Regions from separate parts of the Mus musculus genome. Here all the other regions are linked to region 2. Evidence: chromatin contacts called from public HiChIP or PLAC-seq data. All regions are on one chromosome and are shown on one strand. The core of a region is the stretch at or near the end of the contact, and the rest is flanking DNA. Distances in the headings are between cores, read along the strand shown.

What was found. HiChIP or PLAC-seq counts read pairs in DNA pulled down with a chosen protein or histone mark.
Region 1: an H3K27ac HiChIP or PLAC-seq map of regulatory T cells shows a contact between it and region 2, with 4 times the contacts expected there. The contact joins the promoter of Cd101 here to the enhancer-like site in region 2. A contact is called at or near these places in 17 of 39 promoter capture datasets (the 3T3-L1 cell line, 3T3-L1-derived adipocytes, the C10 cell line and 10 more), 1 of 484 Hi-C or Micro-C datasets (Th1 cells), 9 of 115 datasets of contacts at active chromatin or transcription factors (CD8 T cells, T-cell acute lymphoblastic leukemia, cardiomyocytes and 4 more) and 4 of 9 other capture datasets (adipose tissue, liver, macrophages and 1 more).
Region 3: a BATF HiChIP or PLAC-seq map of CD8 T cells shows a contact between it and region 2, with 6 read pairs. The contact joins two enhancer-like sites. A contact is called at or near these places in 1 of 484 Hi-C or Micro-C datasets (nephron progenitors) and 6 of 115 datasets of contacts at active chromatin or transcription factors (CD8 T cells, cardiomyocytes, embryonic stem cells and 1 more).

Annotation. Positions count from the first base shown.
Region 1 is chr3:101,028,140-101,030,839 of GRCm38.p6, forward strand. It overlaps Cd101 (CD101 antigen), which reads right to left and starts at 1,414. Exons shown (of 9, transcript NM_001167906.2): 1 at 1,314-1,414. The coding sequence starts at 1,356.
Region 2 is chr3:101,236,176-101,238,875 of GRCm38.p6, forward strand. No RefSeq gene overlaps it. Among named protein-coding and RNA genes, the nearest start is that of Cd2, 50 kb to the right of the region's middle. Within about 2 kb of position 1,411, at least 50 of the 459 cell types and tissues checked have an H3K27ac peak or open chromatin away from gene starts, as enhancers often do. A contact at or near this core is called in CD8 T cells, T-cell acute lymphoblastic leukemia, regulatory T cells and 1 more, where this site is marked.
Region 3 is chr3:101,046,746-101,049,445 of GRCm38.p6, forward strand. The region is part of intron 7 of Ptgfrn (prostaglandin F2 receptor negative regulator); the gene reads right to left. Among named protein-coding and RNA genes, the nearest start is that of Cd101, 19 kb to the left of the region's middle. Within about 2 kb of position 1,331, at least 107 of the 459 cell types and tissues checked have an H3K27ac peak or open chromatin away from gene starts, as enhancers often do. A contact at or near this core is called in CD8 T cells, where this site is marked.

The DNA.
Region 1 (2,700 bases), core at 164-2,663, 210 kb before region 2:
GTCTACCTTAGTGCCGGATGGTACGTGCCCTTCATCTTTCTTATAAAGCTACAGCCTTAGCCACACCGATTGTAGCTCAGCCCAGTTCCTCCCTCATCCCGGCTACCACAGTCTCTTCACAAACTCCACCCAGTTTCTGGGAACCAAGACTTTTAAACTTGAACCAACCTACAGTTAGGATTCAAGGGTCCTTAAAACAGGGTGAAAAAGCCCTTTAATCTTTATTCTCATTAATCTCCAATGGAAATGTCCTATTTCCCTTCAGTGATGGATGCAGACGTGTAACCATAGCTACTTGCATATTATATGGCAATTTTTGTAGACATATTAGAATATTCTCTTCATACCCACCACTTCTCTGAGCTTGGTGATTAAAAAATGGTCCTCCAGACCTTGTTGTATAGCACATAAATAAGAATGGAAATGAACACATTATGATTTATTTTTAAATATTGTTTATTCACTATAAAATTCAGGTAGGCCTACTTTAGGCTTCTACTAGTGCTGTGATTACAGGTGCCATCACATTGGCACTGAAAATATTTTGATAACTTTATTTCAATAAGGCCAGTTTATACTATAGTCCTATGCATTTTATAATATGCATTTATAAGTTACACTGAGATGATCTTTGTATGTGGCACACAGCCTGCCTGTTAACTGCTCTACATGGTAAGGAACTATTTTGTTCCCTGCTAAATTCACCTGTTTCTTCCCTTTATCTCCAAGTTTTTCTTCTTCCATCCTCTTCAAATATGCAAAAGTATCCCTGGGCCAGATAAAGGCCCTATATGGGCTTTAGTAGAGCCAAGTAATTGTTCTGATCCTTCTCTGTCTCTCTCTTTAGCTCTCAGAAAAAGTCTAGAACCTTCTTTTAGCTTGACCTAAACTACACGGTACTCTTAATGCTTTTTCTTCTACCTAAGTCACATCCACAAGGCACACACATCTAGTTACACCCTAACATCAGGCAACCCTTGAGGCCTCTTCGTGTGTCAGTGAAACCTCTTCATCTCCCACGGGATGCTCAGCCCAGGAAGGTAAAGTAAAGCCAGGGCCATGCAAAGCTCAAAGACAAGCTTGAAATAAAATACAATAGGTACCCAGGATATAACAAAGTCTTCCATTGCCCCCAGTCACAAGGATGCATAAGGAAGCCTTAAAACCGTCATCAATAAGTAAAAGATTGGCACAAAGTCAGAAATCTATAACCTAGTCTTTCCTGTGAAGACCAACTTGGCCTGCTCCCTCACCCAGCAGCCTCTGGATGACAAGCCCCTGTATGGTAGAAACATCAAAGTTATAAGACTTACTTAGAGAGAGAAAGAGAGATGCCACACACAGGATGCATGCCATCTGGACCGGCACAGCTTTTTCGGGCAGCGTCACTGAACTTGCTCAGAGGCTGAGTGACAAAATTCAGTGCTGCCACAGCAAAGGTAAAGAGGAAGCTATGGTGTGGTTTTCAGCCCACTGAGAGACCTTTGCAGAAAGCAAAGGTGGCTGCATTTACAGTCACTTAGACTTGGGTATGAAGTAAGGAGTTATCTTCACGGTGAAGGAAACCCATACAGATGAAGGAGACCCTGGGGCTCCTCCTGCCTAAAGAGGAAGGAATTTCAGAAATCTGAGTGAATGAAAAAATCGAGAAATGTTCTGCTCCCTTCTTGAGGGAGGAAGCATGAGAGGAGCCCCTGGAATCCATGAACTCGGGGGGCCCCATGAGGTATAAAAATGGGAGGTCCCAGAGGCAGGCTGTCTGAAGTGTGGGGTGTAGTCTGTTATCAGCTGTGTGATACCACCACCCCCAGGATTGCAAAAAAAAAAATGTCATTGGTTTAAGCACTTAGAACAGTATTTGGTCCACAGTAGTGTTCAATGGCTATCACCTCCCATCATCACCACCAGCAGACTCTGAGTTGATGTTTATCTTCCCAGGGTGGGTCTGGAGATCAAGGATAGCAGAAGTGTGCCTCCATGCAGCTACTGGCACTGAACCCGGGGTAACTGAGTGGTCGAGACCTAGAAGACAAAATCACATCCCTGAGGACACTGCCTCAGACTCTGCGATCTGGTACAGCACAGACCTAGGCAGATTAGGAATAATTTAGTCTGTTTCAGGGCACAGTAACAGGCAGATTCTTGCTTGTTCTGTCCATCCATCTATCCATCTACCATTCATCCATTTATCCATGCATTCATCCATTCACCATCCATCCATTCACCCACCCACTCCATCCACCCAAATATCCATCCATCCATTCACCCACCCACCCCAGCCATCTATCCATCCATCCATCCATCCATCCATCCATCCCATTCATACATACATACATACATACATACATACATACATACATACATACAGTCTTTTTTTTTTTGTCGTCCCATGTCTGGTGTTGTGGTACAACTTGCACATATACAAAGATATTCATAACCTTTCCTTTATCCTCAGGAAATGCCTTTTTAATCAGATGACCACCAATACAATGTGTTTACATACTATGGGACATATAAAGGCAGAGAAAGAAGTTGGTGCACAGGAGGGGAGGTCAGGATGGATTGTACTGGGCCAAAGAGACAACTAGAGGGAAAAAAAAAAGAAGCGCATCAGGCACAGTTGGGAAATACTCTAGCCTAGTAGATAGGGGTTGCTGACTGTCTCTTCCTGTTGATGACACTTGGGGCTGGTATGAAGAA
Region 2 (2,700 bases), core at 161-2,660:
ACTGTTCTGATAATGAGCCTACACTCTTAGAAAGACTATGTATTTCAATTGTGTGGTGACTTGTAATATTAAAATATTTAAAGCTATGTCCTTTTACAGTTTTGGGTAACCACGGTCTTGTCTGCTGGAAGAGCACCCGGGTTTCAAAGCCATCTAGTTTGTTTTTCTTACTGCTTCCACCTGCGTTTCCGTTTCATCTCTCACCCCATCTGTGGCTGCTAATCCCGAAGAGCACCTTCGCTGCACTGCTACAGTGAAGCCTCAAAGCTGTTAAAACATCAACAAGAATGCGAGCTTGCAGGGCTGTGGAACAGCGAGGCGATCCTCATTCTCCGCGGATGAAGGACATCTCCCTCCGTGCGTGCTTGCCTCCTTGGGTCATTCATACAAACATCCTGTCTCCAAGTCCACCGTTGAAATCCAAGCCAGCCTGCAACATTGCATACTTACAGCCCTGGCATTCTGTCGACTTCTGCAATTGGGATAGCAACATTTTGTTCAGCCATTGGAAGTGTCCTCTTCTGTTACAAAATCAGTCTTTCCCACTTGTATCTGCCCAGTCCCAGTATGCAGGGACAGGCGAAAGGTGAGGCTGGTGACTGTATTGCATGCAGTCACCCTCTGCACTTAGAACTCGAAAGGAAACAGGACAGTATTTAAATATCGCAGTCCAAATGTCCAGCGTCCCAGGCTTGTAATAATGGAGACACTGTCATCACACAAACGTCCAAAAGAAATGCTGAGTGGAGAGATTGGTTAGAGTGTTCTCAGAAATCTTGGGGTTTACTTCCTCCTAGAAGTCAGGAACAGGATGCTGTGGACTGTCAATGGGTCATTAACTTGACATTCATTGGCCCTTTTGTTGACAGAATTGAGGGGGGTGGGCTTATTCTCCTGCCTACCACTAAGATTCATTCTAGGGAAGGCGTAAAATGCAGGGCAGCTGCTTAGAAACCATGGGCAGCGCAGTCCCGAGCCCTGCATTTACCAGCATGGAACAGGGAAGGTGATCCACAACTGTGGGCCCAATAGGCCCTCAAGAGGTTTGAATTGACCCTCAGTCCTGGCGTCTGGAAATCCATCATTCCACATAGACACAGACACCCGAGCTGAATGAGTAATTAGTATGGTTTAGAAAATTCAATTCAACAAGCAGTTATTGAGTGCACTGTGAGCACACAGTGTTCAGGACCAGGTGCTGGCGGAGGGAGGAAACAAGGGTGGGAGAGACTATGCAGTCATCTACGAAATGCTGCTCATTCCCAGAAGTGCTCAGGCCTGGCAGCGAGACAAAGCCTACGTAGGAAATAATGAGAAAATACGAGAGACAGTGTCTGATATTTAAAACCATAGGCTGAATGTAAATCAGACCTGTGGCCTCAGCACGGGCGATGGATCAGATGGGGTGGCAAGGAGCCTGTCGGTGAATGATTAACGGGTCCAGGGGGAGCTGAGGAGCCTGCATTGGAACACGATGAGGAAGCACAGACTGGAGGTCCTGATGGGGGTCCCAGGGGAGGGGGAGCCAGGCATGGTAAAAGTGTACTCTTATTTTGACAAGGAAGATTTTAGTAGATCTTCCTAGAACTGTGTGTGAGGATGTATGTGTGCATAGGTGTAAGTCTGTGCGTATGTGTAATTTTAAGGCTCCCTCCTTTTTTTTTGTTCCAGAAACACGTTTTCCACCATCGCTGTAGGAGGCACAGAGGTCGTTGTGTTCACAGACAAGCCCTAGGGAAACCAGAAATGTCAAACCCACAGGCCTGTCTCTTCATAGGGAGCTATGTGTAACCTAACCTGTTTTCTATCTAGGAGGCTGGGAGAGGATATGGTTAATAGCTTGGTGACTTTGTACTATCTGTGTCACCAGGCCATAGTGGATACTTCCCCAGACCCTTACAGGGAGCTTGTCAATCTATAGAATCTATTTTCATGGGGAACACCACACACTGTCGGTCTATAGAACCTAGCTTTATAGAAGATGTCACATGTATTTTACAATGAGTTTTGATGTGGTCATGTCTTAAACTTTATTGTGCACACAGGATTGAGTTATTTTTTTTTAAAGATTTATTTATTTATTATATGTAAGTACATTGTAGCTGTCTTCAGACACTCCAGAAGAGGGAGTCAGATCTCCTTACGGATGGTTGTGAGCCACCATGTGGTTGCTGGGATTTGAACTCTGGACCTTCGGAAGAGCAGTCGGGTGCTCTTACCCACTGAGCCATCTCACCAGCCCCAGGATTGAGTTATTTATCACCAGGAAAAGTTTCACCAAATTGTGCTGCACTGTGCTTAGATATGTATACAATAAAGCACTCCGAGAAAGACAGGAAGTTTGAACCAACACCAGCTACTAGGTCATATTGAATTGAACTGCCTTCTTGCCTCCTGCCAATCATCTCTACTTTGTTCATGGTAGAGGGCCTCACCTCTCCTATTACGACTTTTCCCGTGGAAGATCAAATGCTGGGCTTCTCAATGGGAAATTTCCAGAAATGATGAGACTATCATGAAAATTAATTTAAATCTTCCTGAGGTTGTTAGCTAGCCTGCACACCGAGATATGTGTCAAATATGAATATTAGGAGAGCAAGGAGGGGGTGTAACAGTCTTAAAATGACCTCAGTGTAACCACTCCATAAAGCAAAATTCTTAGAGTCATTGTTTCCGTTGGCAGGGTTCCCCTGCCCTTCC
Region 3 (2,700 bases), core at 81-2,580, 190 kb before region 2:
CAGGTCCCAATGATAACTCCACTACTAAAGCAGATCCCCTCTCTCCTCCACCTGCCCCAGGGGCCCCTCAGCATAAACAATTCTCAGCAGGTAAGTCTCTGAGACCAGCTTGGTGGGAATGCAGAAGGTGCTGTGGACTGCCTATTCCCCCTCAGTGCCAGGGCGGAGTGGGCTCTGCTACCCAGGGAAACTCAGGGAGTCTAGAGTGGCTACCAATGATAAAGCATAGAGGTGCTGCCATTACGTCATTCTCTTGTGCATCATAGGATGCTAAGGTGGCTAGCCTGGGCCAGAATCCCAGTACCTACTGGCCACATGACCTGAACAAGCCATGTTAGTTTATTGCACAATGCAAATTAACAGGGCTCTGGAGAGATAGCTCAGTGGTTAAGAGCATTCACTGCTCTTCACAGAACCTGGGTTCAGTTCTCAGCACTCATGTCAGGTAGCTCACAACTGCTTATAGCTCCAATTCCAAGGGATCTCTTATCCTCTTCTGGCCTCCACAGTCAGACAGACAGACAGACAGACAGACAGACAGACAGACAGACAGACAGTGTACAGACACACATAGACAAACACACATACACTTTAAAAACTTAAAAAAAAAAAATCCAACTAACAGCGTGGGCGAACACTGACTGCCAAGAACCACTCCCAGCCCACGTGTTTCTGTATGTGGCTCCTGGAAGCCCGGCCCGGGGGACAGGCAGGAAGGTTTTGTCCTGTGTGAAGGGGCAGTGCTAATAACCAGAGACCCTGCAGGCCTCCCCAGCATCTGGGTGCAAAGTACTGGGTAGCCATTACATTGGGGTGGGTGCCTGGCTCCTTTAGGACTTCTGTTCAAAGGTTCATGTGGCTACAAGCTCAGCATGGACATGTTTCCCCGAGAAGGACCCAGTGGGAACTAGTGATAATAAAAGCGATAGTGATAAAGCTACACACCACCATCTCCACACGTGGCTGACAGGTAGATGCCGCTAGAAGGAAGTGTGGGAGGTACTTGTCAAGGATATGGGCCCCTCCTGTGGGCATCTGCTGTACTGAGTCACCCATCTCACCACATACCCTGGTTAGGTACTAGACGCTGATGTGTTCCGACTGGACCATTTCCAGAACACGGAAGTCACCTCACCTGGGTGAAATGCCTCACAGAGGCTACGGAACACCCTTAACGCTCAGCCACTCCGCCTCTGAGCAATGGCTGAGCAGCAAGGACAGGAAAGTCCAGCTCCTTAGCTGCCCTCGGCACCAAGTACTCCGAGCATAGTGACTGGGCCCCATTCTCTTGCACCCCCACAGCACACTCTGGAGACCCCCCTCCCCCCCATGACTCACACTGCCTCTGCTCTGCTTCAGACCATGGTGCCACCCACGCTTGGCCGCTCCCACCCTGCTGTGACACAACAGTGCCTTGGCTCTCAGCCCACTTATGCAACTTTCCCACTGAGAATTCCCTCTCAGAGCCATGGGATGAATGAAAAGAGAAAAAAAAAAAAAGAAAGAAAAAAGAAAAAGAAAGAAATTACGATTTGTGTTTAATTATTCAGAATCTTCCACCCACACAGAGCAAGAGTGCAAAGTTCTGGAAAATTGTGATTTGCAAGATACCAGCTACCTATAGCTTTTGCAATTACATCAGAGAAAAGAGGTTTACATGAAAGGCACAACTGGCGACCTATTAATTTGCTGAGAAAGAGCATTTGGAGGGTTTAATATCTGTATATCACAAATGAGCTTTCAAACAGCACTGCACTATGCAAACTTTTAAGGAGTTTTTGCTTGCCTTTCCCTGGCAGTCTTTCCTGCCTTTTCCTTCATTTCTACGTTCAAAGGTACCTTTGTGCCTCTGCGCCTCGCAGCTTTGGTACAGCAGCAGTTGCTCTCTTCAGAGCCCGACTTTACATGACGTCTCATGCCTCACATGCTGTACAGAAGCCCTAAAGGAACCAGGGAGCCACTCCCATCATAATGGCTACCCCGTAGTTTACCCCCAGATGCCGGTGAGGTCTGCAGGGTCCCCCATCTTTGGTTATTAGCACTGTCCCTTCATACAGAACAACCTGCTGCCTGCTTCTGGGGCCATGCTTCCAGAGGTCTACACACAGAAACACATGAGAACTCACAGAATTTGGCTAGCTTTGTGTATGACTTTGCTAGGAATGGGGTGGGGTTGGGCAGTGTCAGGGTCACAGTGGGTGGTGGAAGGGAGAAGGGCAGGCCTCAGCAAGCTAGGCTCTTCACAGAATCGTTGGGGAAAGGCAAAGGTGGGTAAAGTCCTGCTCAGCAACAGGGACAACACCCTAAGGCCTTTAAGACCAGAGGAGCCAATAAGAGAGGGATGTCATCTTGCTTAAGGCACCAAGCAGAGAATGCATGAGGGATGGGCCCAGGATTCTGAGGCATCTGTTGGCAAGGCTAATCTTTTCGGTAAAGAGAAGATTCACAGAACTGGGGACATGGCTTGGGACAGGCCGGGTGTGCACAAGGTTCCCTCTTCAGTAGAATGGGAAAGGCTTTACAAAGATATCCTAAAAGTTATAAATGACATCACTTCTGTATTCCGCCTCGGGTGCAAGCTCTCGGGGGTAGATCTTGAGCACGTCCGTAGCTCTATCCCCAACATCTTTAACTGCTCTGTCTGTGTACCGAAGGGATGAATGACACGGAGCAGGAAGAGGGATCTGTGAGTGGGTTTCT